Regions from separate parts of the Mus musculus genome. Here region 2 is linked to region 1. A link is a contact called in public promoter capture Hi-C data. All regions are on one chromosome and are shown on one strand. Each heading gives the region's core, a stretch centred on a gene start, on an enhancer-like site or on the middle of the called end of the contact. The rest is flanking DNA. Distances are from core to core; before and after follow the strand shown.

Evidence for each region. Capture Hi-C pulls out chosen DNA fragments and counts their contacts.
Region 2: a contact with region 1 is called in a promoter capture Hi-C map of liver. The contact joins two enhancer-like sites. A contact is called at or near these places in 2 of 9 other capture datasets (adipose tissue and liver).

Annotation. Positions count from the first base shown.
Region 1 is chr4:3,593,545-3,598,496 of GRCm38.p6, reverse strand. It overlaps Tgs1 (trimethylguanosine synthase 1), which reads right to left. Exons shown (of 13, transcript NM_054089.4): 7 at 4,860-4,952; 8 at 2,840-3,140. Among named protein-coding and RNA genes, the nearest start is that of Tgs1, 21 kb to the right of the region's middle. Within about 2 kb of position 2,301, at least 4 of the 459 cell types and tissues checked have an H3K27ac peak or open chromatin away from gene starts, as enhancers often do. A contact at or near this core is called in liver, where this site is marked.
Region 2 is chr4:3,749,155-3,754,106 of GRCm38.p6, reverse strand. The region is part of intron 8 of Lyn (LYN proto-oncogene, Src family tyrosine kinase); the gene reads right to left. Among named protein-coding and RNA genes, the nearest start is that of 6330407A03Rik, 37 kb to the right of the region's middle. Within about 2 kb of position 2,871, at least 7 of the 459 cell types and tissues checked have an H3K27ac peak or open chromatin away from gene starts, as enhancers often do. A contact at or near this core is called in liver, where this site is marked.

The DNA.
Region 1 (4,952 bases), core at 1,052-3,551:
AGATGCTGACCATAAAAAGAGAATAGAACTAAGGAATTCATAAACAGCAGCTTTATCAAATAACCACCAATTTGGATTGTAGCAGACCACATGTGCAGTGACACATGCAGAGAATCACAGAGCACGACAGAGTACCACTGCTTCAGATCACAGCCTGCCTGTCATGTATCGGCTTGAGAAAACTGCCTGTGTGGACTCTGGTCTCTGCTGCCACACTGTCCCTGGCAAATTTACTAATTTCTTTTCTTTTCTCTTCCTTTCTTTTTTCTTTTTCTTCTTCGTCTCTCTTCTCTCTCTTTCTTTCTAATGCTTTTTTATTTGTGTGCATTGGTGATTTGTCTACATGTATATTTTTGGGACAGTATTGGAACCCCTGGAGCTGGAGTTACAGACAGTTACAAGCTGTCAGATGGGTGCTGATAACCGAAGCCATGTCCTCTGGATGAGCAGCCTGCTCTTAACTGCTGAGCCATCTTTCCAGACCTCTAAGCTCTAATTTTATTCCTACAAGAGGAACAGATGACAAATGCATAGTACTTTATTAAATTCATTTTTAGCACTGATGGGAGGTAAGGAATAAACATCTGAAACCTTCCAAAACCAGAGTCCTAAAACACATCTGGTCCCCACCGTCAGATACAGGATACCCAACCTATATACCAAAAGCACTAATACAGGTATAAAATTGTAGACATCCACAACACTGTTTTGGTTGGTGAATTACAGAAATGTAAACATTTTTCTTCTTTTTTTTTGTTGTTGCAGTCCTGGTGAATTGAACTTAGAAGCTTGAGGTAGACAAACACTCAATTTCTGAGCTATAATATAACCTCAATCATTTTTCTTACTGAGTTAAAGCCCCAATTATTTTTCTTAAAATGTCTGTCTGCCATCTATCTATCTATCTATCTATCTATCTATCTATCTATCTATCTATCTATCTATCTATCTATCAATCATGCATGCGTCCATTCATCCACCCATCAACAGGGTCTGGGTAATTTAATTTGTCCAGACTACTGCTGAACTTGTGGTCTTCCTGCTTTTAGACCCCTGAGAAACTGAGGTTTGCCAGCAGGGTCACATTTCATTTCAAGACAACATTTTTCCAAGGGCCATTAAGTTCTAACCCTGGCCATATAAACTCTAGAGAACACAAGGTGTCTCAGGAGTATGGTCAAGTTCCAGTCAATAATTATTTTTAAAAAATCCATTATTAATTGATTATTAGGGTTTCAGTCTCCAGAAGATTAGAAGCAGCCATTCAGCAATGCTAATACATGAAGAGAATTGGTACAGAATATAAACAAGGCTACAGTTGACAAATAGAGCTCTATTACACTTAAATGTTTTTAAGGATAGGAGAATGTCCTAATCTGCCCATCAGCTTATCACAAATAGCCTTAAGTGTTGCAAGAAAAGTACTGTTTTCACCCACCTCAGCACCCAAGTAGCACATGAATGTCAGCTGTCAGAACACTGGTAATGAACAATCACAAAAACACTCAAAGTCTACTATGTAAAAAGGCAGAAGATAGGTAACAGACTTAGGTACATGTGTGCCTACACAAAGTAAAGGAATCAAACCAAGCATGCCGGATAGTTTTGCGTCAAATTGACATAAGCTGGAGTCACCCGACAGAGTGTCACCTGAAAAAGTGTCTGCATAAGATGAGGATGTAGGCAAGCCTGTATGTGGGTTATTTTCTTAGTAAGTGATGTGGGAGGACCCACCCCATGGTTCTGGATGCTATAAGAAAGCATGCTGTGCCATCCAGTAAACAACACTCCTTCATGGTCTCTGCACTCTTTTACCTCGTTCCTGCCTCAGCTTCCCTCAAAGGACCGTGATTCAGGCAAATAAATAAAACCTTTTGTCCCTAGTCTACCTTTTAGTTATGTTTCATAATGAAACAGTAACCATAACTAAGAGACTAGGCTACTCTTATTAACCATAAAAGGAAAGGACCATAATAGATAGTTGCTTCAGAAGGACAAACATGAAGCAGTTCACAAAATGAACTAAGTAAAAATGTTTATCTGTGATGTTCTATCAAATACTTTCATCTTTATTAATAAAAGAAATTTGGCCACTAAAAATACTAGTTTTTGTATTTATTAGTGCCAACTACTACAAATATATTTTGTTGATATTCTATCAAAATCCTTCAAACCATTACATAAAACAATTATCAAGAAGAAAATGTGTGCTTCACCAATTTCAAGAGGGATATGGCCCTGTCAGCCAGGAACAGAGTGGCAGCAGAGATCAAAGTCCACACAGATAATGTTTATCTTGATTTGAACCAGCATGGTGAAGGGAGGAACAGTCACAGCGGTGGATCACAGCCATAAGCTCATTCCCACTATCCAGAGGCATCCGTGCTACGGAAATGGGAACCAAGGACATACAAGGGGAAGCACATGCATTTTTGTTTTGTTTGTTTGTTTTTTTCCAAGACAGGGTCTCTCTGTGTAGCCCTGGCTGTCCTGGAACTCACTCTGTAGACCAGGCTGGCCTCCAGAAATCTGCCTGCCTCTGCCTCCCAAGTGCTGGAATTAAAGACATGTGCCATCACCACCCCCCGCCTTAAAGATTGATTGATTGATTGATTGATTGATCGATTTATTTATTTATTTATTTATTTATTTATTATTTATTTATTTATTATATGTAAGTACACTGTAGCTGCCTTCAGACTCTCCAGAAGAGGGAGTCAGATCTCATTATGGATGGTTGTGAGCCACCACGTGGTTTCTGGGATTTGAACTCAGGACCTTCGGAAGAGCAGTCAGTCAGTGAGCCATCTCTCCAGCCCCCAAGCACATGCATTCTTACCTTCTGTTTCTGCATGGGGAGAGTTTGGTATTTCTTCAGTTGAACAGTTCTCTGGAACAGTTGCTACTAAGGAGCCTACTTCACTCTTTTCTGCTTCAAGTTCAGTGGCTGAAGAGATGATCTGACATTTTTCAGGTTCTGGATCTCTGGTCTCCATCAGGTTGTCAGCTTTCTCCAAGGACATGTCTTGTTCCTCTGAGTCACTGCTTGTGCAAGTGTCTTGCATTTTGTTTTGAGAAAGAGAATCCTGTGATGTCTCCTCATCTACTCGTTCATTAACCCATTTTAGGAATTTTTCTACCTGAAATTTTAAGATACCATAACAAACACAAATTAACTATAAAGAAAATAGAATTTTCTCACCTTTTACCATTTGTGACTTGATTAACAAGCTATCAAAATTATTAGCATGAAGTACAATGTATCAAACAAGCTACAATTATGGGCTATCTGGAATTTAGGGGAGCAACCTATGATCTTATTAAGAATTCTTTTAAAAGAAGTTACATGGCATCAACAGAATGCCAATTGTCTTTAAAATAAAATCAGAAGGTGCAGGAAAGATACATGAGAGCTGCAGAGACAGCTCAGCAGACAGAACCTGGGTTCTGTACCCAGCACTTACATGGCACCTCACAACTGTTCTGTCCCAGGAGATCTGATGTCTTGTAGACTACACAGGTATCAGGCATACACACATACACAACAAACACATAAGTAAATCTAAAAACAAAACACAACCCAAATTAGAGCTCTCTCAGAAAGAATAAGTAAGAATAGCAGAGCTGGTAGATCTAAGTCTTTAGATGCTAAGATATAATAGCAGCCCAAGTTTGGATGAGTTACTTCTTTGCACTTGCTGTACAATGAATCTTCTCTGTCAGATCTTTATGATCTTGAGAATAACTTTCAGAGAAAGGCAGAGAAATGATAAAACCTCACACTGAGGAGAAAGTGCCACCTATCTGTACCCAAGAGAACTAAGGTCATAGCGGCCACTATATACAGATGTTTCTATATTCCTTTGTAGGTGAAACGTATGGAAATTATTACTCTGAAAACATTCCAAAGTCTTGAGAGACTGACACTAGGCAGTCTACTTCAGATATAAAAAAGGTCACTAAAATAGTCATTAAACTATAACTAGCCTTGACCAGTCTGAAACACTGAAACACACACACACACACACACACACACACACACACACACACACACACTGAAAAATAAACTACTAATTTGTAGCATGCTTTGCTAGAATGCTGCAGTCAGAAGCAAGTGAAGATACAATAAAGTCAGACGCCGGAGATTGTGCCTCCTGCCTTTAAGGGAGCTGGTGGCAACACCAACGATAAGAAGGCTCTGATCATCAGAAATGCCCCATCCCCAGTAGAAGGATAACTCACCCAATCACATGATGTTCTAATTCACTTATTTTCTATTTCCTTATAGCAAAGACTAAGAGGGATCAGGTTACAGTGTGACTCTATAAAGTAGGCTTGTATTTTACATTCTGGGTCAAGCCTATTACTTCAAAGTATGATCAGTCTTTGGATGAGCTCAGAATCCAGGCTTCCAGTTAAAACCACAGCAGAATCTGTACTGGGATCCTACTTTGTGTAAAACAGGTAAGAAAATTGCCCCTGTCCTTCTATGTACTACACGGGCAAATCAATCTAACTGACTTATCTTCTTAGATGCCCAAACATTTTAGTTTTCAAACACCCCTTTTTTTCATATTACCTCAACTTCTTTCCCTATTCCTCAAATCCAGTTTTCATAATATATAACTTTGTAAAGCTAGTGGTAATTTATTTGCTGTATCCTTCAATCTTGCAGGGTGGAACTTTTCATTTGAACACAACTTTAAAGAGCCAAGCTATAAACCATAATTGTGTCTCAACTGAAGGCCTTACTCCTTACTTTACCTACTCTGTACTTTACTCTTACACACCTTACTCCGTACTTACACACCTTACTCCGTACTTTAAACTCTTGCACACCTTACTCTGTACTTACACACCTTACTCCGTACTTTACTCTTACACACGACAAAAGGTTTCCCTGAGTCCTCGGTGAACAGGATGTGCTTGCTCTTCACAGGCATCTGCTTGCG
Region 2 (4,952 bases), core at 1,622-4,121, 160 kb before region 1:
AGCTAGGCAGAGCCCTGTAACTCCAGTGCTGATGGGACAGAGATAGGATTCCTAGAGCTCACTGGTCAGTTAGTTGGACTAGTTTAATGTGCAGTAATTCCCCTGACTCAATAAATAAGGTGGAGAGCGACGAGGAAGATTCCCAGTATCAACATCTGAACCCCCCCCCCCCCCCACACACACACAGAGAGGGAGAGGCAGAGCATGAGAATAGTTTCCATGACTTAAACAACTGACAAGGCACTAGTATCTCGAATCTGTGATTCCCACGAGTCAGTTAAGTAGCAAAGCAGTAAGTGCTTGGGTGCACCTTACAGTGGCTCGGATAACAAAAGGAAATCCATTGTATTAGTAATCAGAGAAATGCAAAAGAAACCCTCCAAATCAGCCCGCCTGACCCAAATCAAACAGTGTGACAATGACTGTAGGTAAGTTCTGGGGAGTGAGTGAGGGATGGCATGGCAGCTCCCTCAGTCCCTGCCTTTGCTATTTTTCCAGGTACTACTGAATGCTAACAGCAGAGCTTTGTGATGAAATCCCAAAGGTTGATGGAGTAGCCTCCTTCTGAGTCACCACAGGGGGTGCTACACTGGACCCATGCGGTTGGCACAAGTCCTCTGCTCAGGAGAAGGCCTATTGTATATTGCTAGGAACAGGTGGAACTGAGCCCTGTGGATAGTATTCATAGAGCAATGATTCATAAGTGATCTTCCCTACATAATTCATAGGGATTGGTCCAGCTCTATTGTCCACAGGGGATTGATCTAGGTCCCTGGAGCATATGAAAATCCAAGGATGTCTTTCACATAAATTGGCACAGTATTTGCATCCAACCTGTGCACATTTCCTGGATACTTTAAATCACATAGGTAACTTAAGATGCCTTGTAGAATGCAAATGCTATGTACATAGTTGTTAGACTGTAATTATTACGTATAAAGAAAAAAAACTGTACCTATTCAATGTAAGTGCAACCCTCACCCCAAATATTTTCTGTCCAACATTGACTGACCCCACACATATGGAGGCCTGACTGGAAAATCCATTACTCCTAGAAAAACAAAAATTCATGCACACTTGCACCACCAAAACCGCAATAAGATCAATGTTCACAGTGGCCACAACCCAGACTCACTCTGACTTCACCAGTGAATGTAGAAATGAATGAAGAAAATTCTATATTTGTTGCATCATATACAAACAACACTATACAGCAACGAAGATGCATTAAATGTTCTGGCACCCCAAAACATGGACAAATTCCTTAAAGTGTCTAATAAAAGAGACAAGAAATAAGGGAATACATTCAGCATAACCCATTAATATTAAGCCCAGACAAAGCTGGACTATTCTGTTTGATACATGCTGTACCATACATAAAAGTAGTCAGAGTATATATAAAAGGCACTGCAGTACTGCCTGCATGCACACGTTCTACTTCCAGAACCCTAGGGGGAAAGTCAGGGAATTATGACAAAGGTCAGAACAGCAGCTGTTTGGGGGCAGGTGAGGCTGTGGTAGAGAAGGGACAAGAGGATCTCTAGGATCTGACAAGTTTCTTCTGTGGACTTTGTAATTACTTTTTACTATCCTTGCCATAGCTTTTCTGTGGACTTGTTACATCCTCTAGAATCAAAGTTAAAGAAACAAAGTCACTCCCACTCATCAACCCGAGAACAATGGAGCCAGGAAACTGTTACATCCTTTGAAATGATGAAAAATATGCTTTCCAGAGGCAGAGCAAAAGTTGCCAGGAAATACTGCAGCTGCTAAAGGCATTGAAAATGCTGATAAGGAATTTGGATTCAGCCATGACTTAACAGCTGTGTCTGCAGCTCCAGAACACCAGCAGACCCCACCAAAAGCCAGTCATTTGAAGGTTCCATTAGAGTCACAGGCATTTGTATTGTTGCTCTAGATAGATTAAAAAAAAGGCAGGATAATAAAGAACTTCTGTGGAGTGACACTTTGTCACAACAAAAGAAAACATTAACTTGAGAAAGTTTCAATTCTAGCAATTCCTGGCTTGCTAAAAGGTATACATATACCAAGGGATGGAGAGTTACCTCAGAAAAACTTAATTGATTTGGGAAGTTGGCTGATGACTAGTTTTCACTAAATTGCCTCTAAATAAGAATGTATCAGCTTGAGAGATGATTTAGGGGGTCAGGACCCTGACTGCTCTCCTAGAGCCATAGGGTCTGTTCTCAGCACCCACATGGCAGATCACAACCATCTGTAACTCCAATTCCATGGGCTAGAAGCTCTTTTCTGGCATATGCATAGTGAACATACATGCACACAGTGAGCACTCATAAACAAAAAATAAAAACAAATCAATCTCTTAAAAAAAAAAAAGACAGCCAGGCAGTGGTAGTGTGTGCCTTTAATCCCAGTGGTTAGGAGGCAAAGGTAGGTGGAGTTCTGGGTTCAAGGCCAGCCTGGCCTGCATAGTGAGTTCCAAGACAGCCAGGCCTACATAGTAAGACCTGTCTCAGAAAACGAACCAACCAAAGTTTTTTTTTTTTTAAACAGATTTATTTATTTATTTATTTATTTATTTATTTATTTATTTATTATAGTAAGTACACTGTATCTGTCTTCAGACACTCCAGGAGAGGGTGTCAGATCTCGTTACGGATTGTTGTGAGCCACTATGTGGTTGCTGGGATTTGAACTCAGGACCTTTGGAAGAGCAGTCAGTGATCTTAACTGCTGAGCCATCTCTCCAGCCCCCCAAATCAAAGAGTTAATCAAACAAAACTCAATTTAAAATTTTCACTTCTTAAAATAAAGCCTCCCAGAGACCAAGCTCTAGGAAGTCTCTTCCTCTCCCTCCTCCCTGTCCAGTCAGATCTCTGGGAATATTAACAACACAGAGGGGAAACAAGGCACCCACAGCAGATGCACATATCACACAAACAAGAGGAAACAGCTTGAGGCAGAGACAACTTTCGCTTTTTATCCCAACAGCCTTCTTCCTGCAAAGGGCAGGTTACAGCTGAGAATCTCTTCCCTGTGTTTCAGATCTTCTAATGTGAGAGGCAGTCTGTGAATAACACATTATGATTAACAAAAGTTATAATTTACTCACTTAACAATGATATAATTTTAATTGGCTGGATTTTGTTTTGTACCCATGTGAAAAACTACTTCCCATGTTCCTTGAGGATGAAAAACTAAACCTGGGGGCTGGAGAGATGGCCCAGTAGTTAAGAGCACTTGTTGTTCTTCCAGAGGTCCCATACTCAGCACTGACAGGCACTCACAACCATCTGTTAGTCCTGCTGAGGTGGTGGGGGTGGAAATCCAGTGCCCTCTTCTGACCTTCTTAAGTATCAGACATTCAAAAGTTCCACAGACATACATGTAAGGAAACATTCATACAAGTAAACAATTCAAACAATTAAAAAAAAAAAAAAACAAAACCAACCAACGATATCTGGGCAACTTTATAGTCTCACTGAGAGACAGGCTCAGATGGGTGGATGGAGGTGTGAAGATGCCCAGAGGGGTGAGGCAGGGCACCTCTGACGGCTGACACTCACAGCACCTGCACCCACTCACTCTTCTTTTGGCTTTGCTCCCAGTGCTTGCTACCTGCTAAAGTTCAGCAGGATGAAATCTTCCAGGTGCTGCGGTGATGCCAAACTCACATTCAGGTCATATTTTCTCTTTCTTGTTCTTCCTCCCCTGCCCTTTCCTCTCATTCTCTCCCTCCCTCTCTTGAAAACATAATTTATAAACAACTAGGCTTCATTTTGGCTCCTATCACCTAGGAGTCCTAGGCAGGGGGATTGATATGAGCTCAAGCTCAGCTTGGGCTATGTAGTGGATTCTGGACAAGGCAGGGATAGACAGCAAGACTGTCTCACAGATGAATGAATGAATGAATGAATGAGTGAAACTATTGATGTCAATATTTTAGTAGTGATATTTTGCAAGAATTTCATGAGATATTATTCAGGACTGGATAAGTGGTACCCGGAAGCTCACAATATTGTTTATTTCACATACAAGCTAGCATTGTTGAAACAGAACTCATATGTCATGCTATTTGTCCATTTCAGGCATACAATTAGTCATAGTTGTGAAGTTGTTACTATAAACTACTTTGAAAGATTTCCATTAATTCTTAAAGAGTTCCCTCAGCAGCCAGGAACCTACTTTGCCTGTTCTGGGCATTTCACATTCTATGAGTACATGGAATGATACCCCTCCCCAGCCATGTGACCAGCTCCTTCTGAGGGGTCATCTACATTACATGAATACCAGTTTTTATTCTATGGCTATAACAATTGTTGCTTATACATTATTTTTTTGGTAAAGATTCGGGTTGCCTTTCCTTTTGTTTTTTTTTTTTGTTTGTTTGTTTTGTTTTGTTTTTTTTCAGACAGTTTTGCCATGCAGCCCAGGCTGGCCTCAAATTTAAAGGTCTCCTGCTTTATTCTCATAAATGCTGGGATTCTACACCATTTTCCTGTCTATTATGAGAAATGCAGTCATGAGTGTTCCTGTTCAGGCTTTTGTGGGGCATATTCCTTCACTTCTGTTCCTCTCTCTCTCTCTCTCTCTTTCTCTCTCCCTCCCTCCTCCCTTCCTTCCTCCCTTCCTTTCCACCCCCCTCTCTTTCTCTTTGTTAATTGAACTTGTTTCTTAACTTTATTGCTATTTTACTTTGATCTGGCATTTCTCTCCTTTTTTTTTAATGTTATTTTATGTGTCTGGGTGTTTGGCCAGTATGTATATCTATACATAATTGCATGACTGGTACCAAGGAGACCAGAATGAAGGCATCAGATTCCCTGGAACTGCAGTTACTGACAGCAGAGAGTTGCCCCATGTGCTAGGAGTTAATCCAGGTCTGCTAGAAGAGTATTTAGTGTTCTTTCACCTCTGATATTTCCATCTCTCCAGCCCCTTCTGTGTTCTTTCTTACAATCATATTGAAT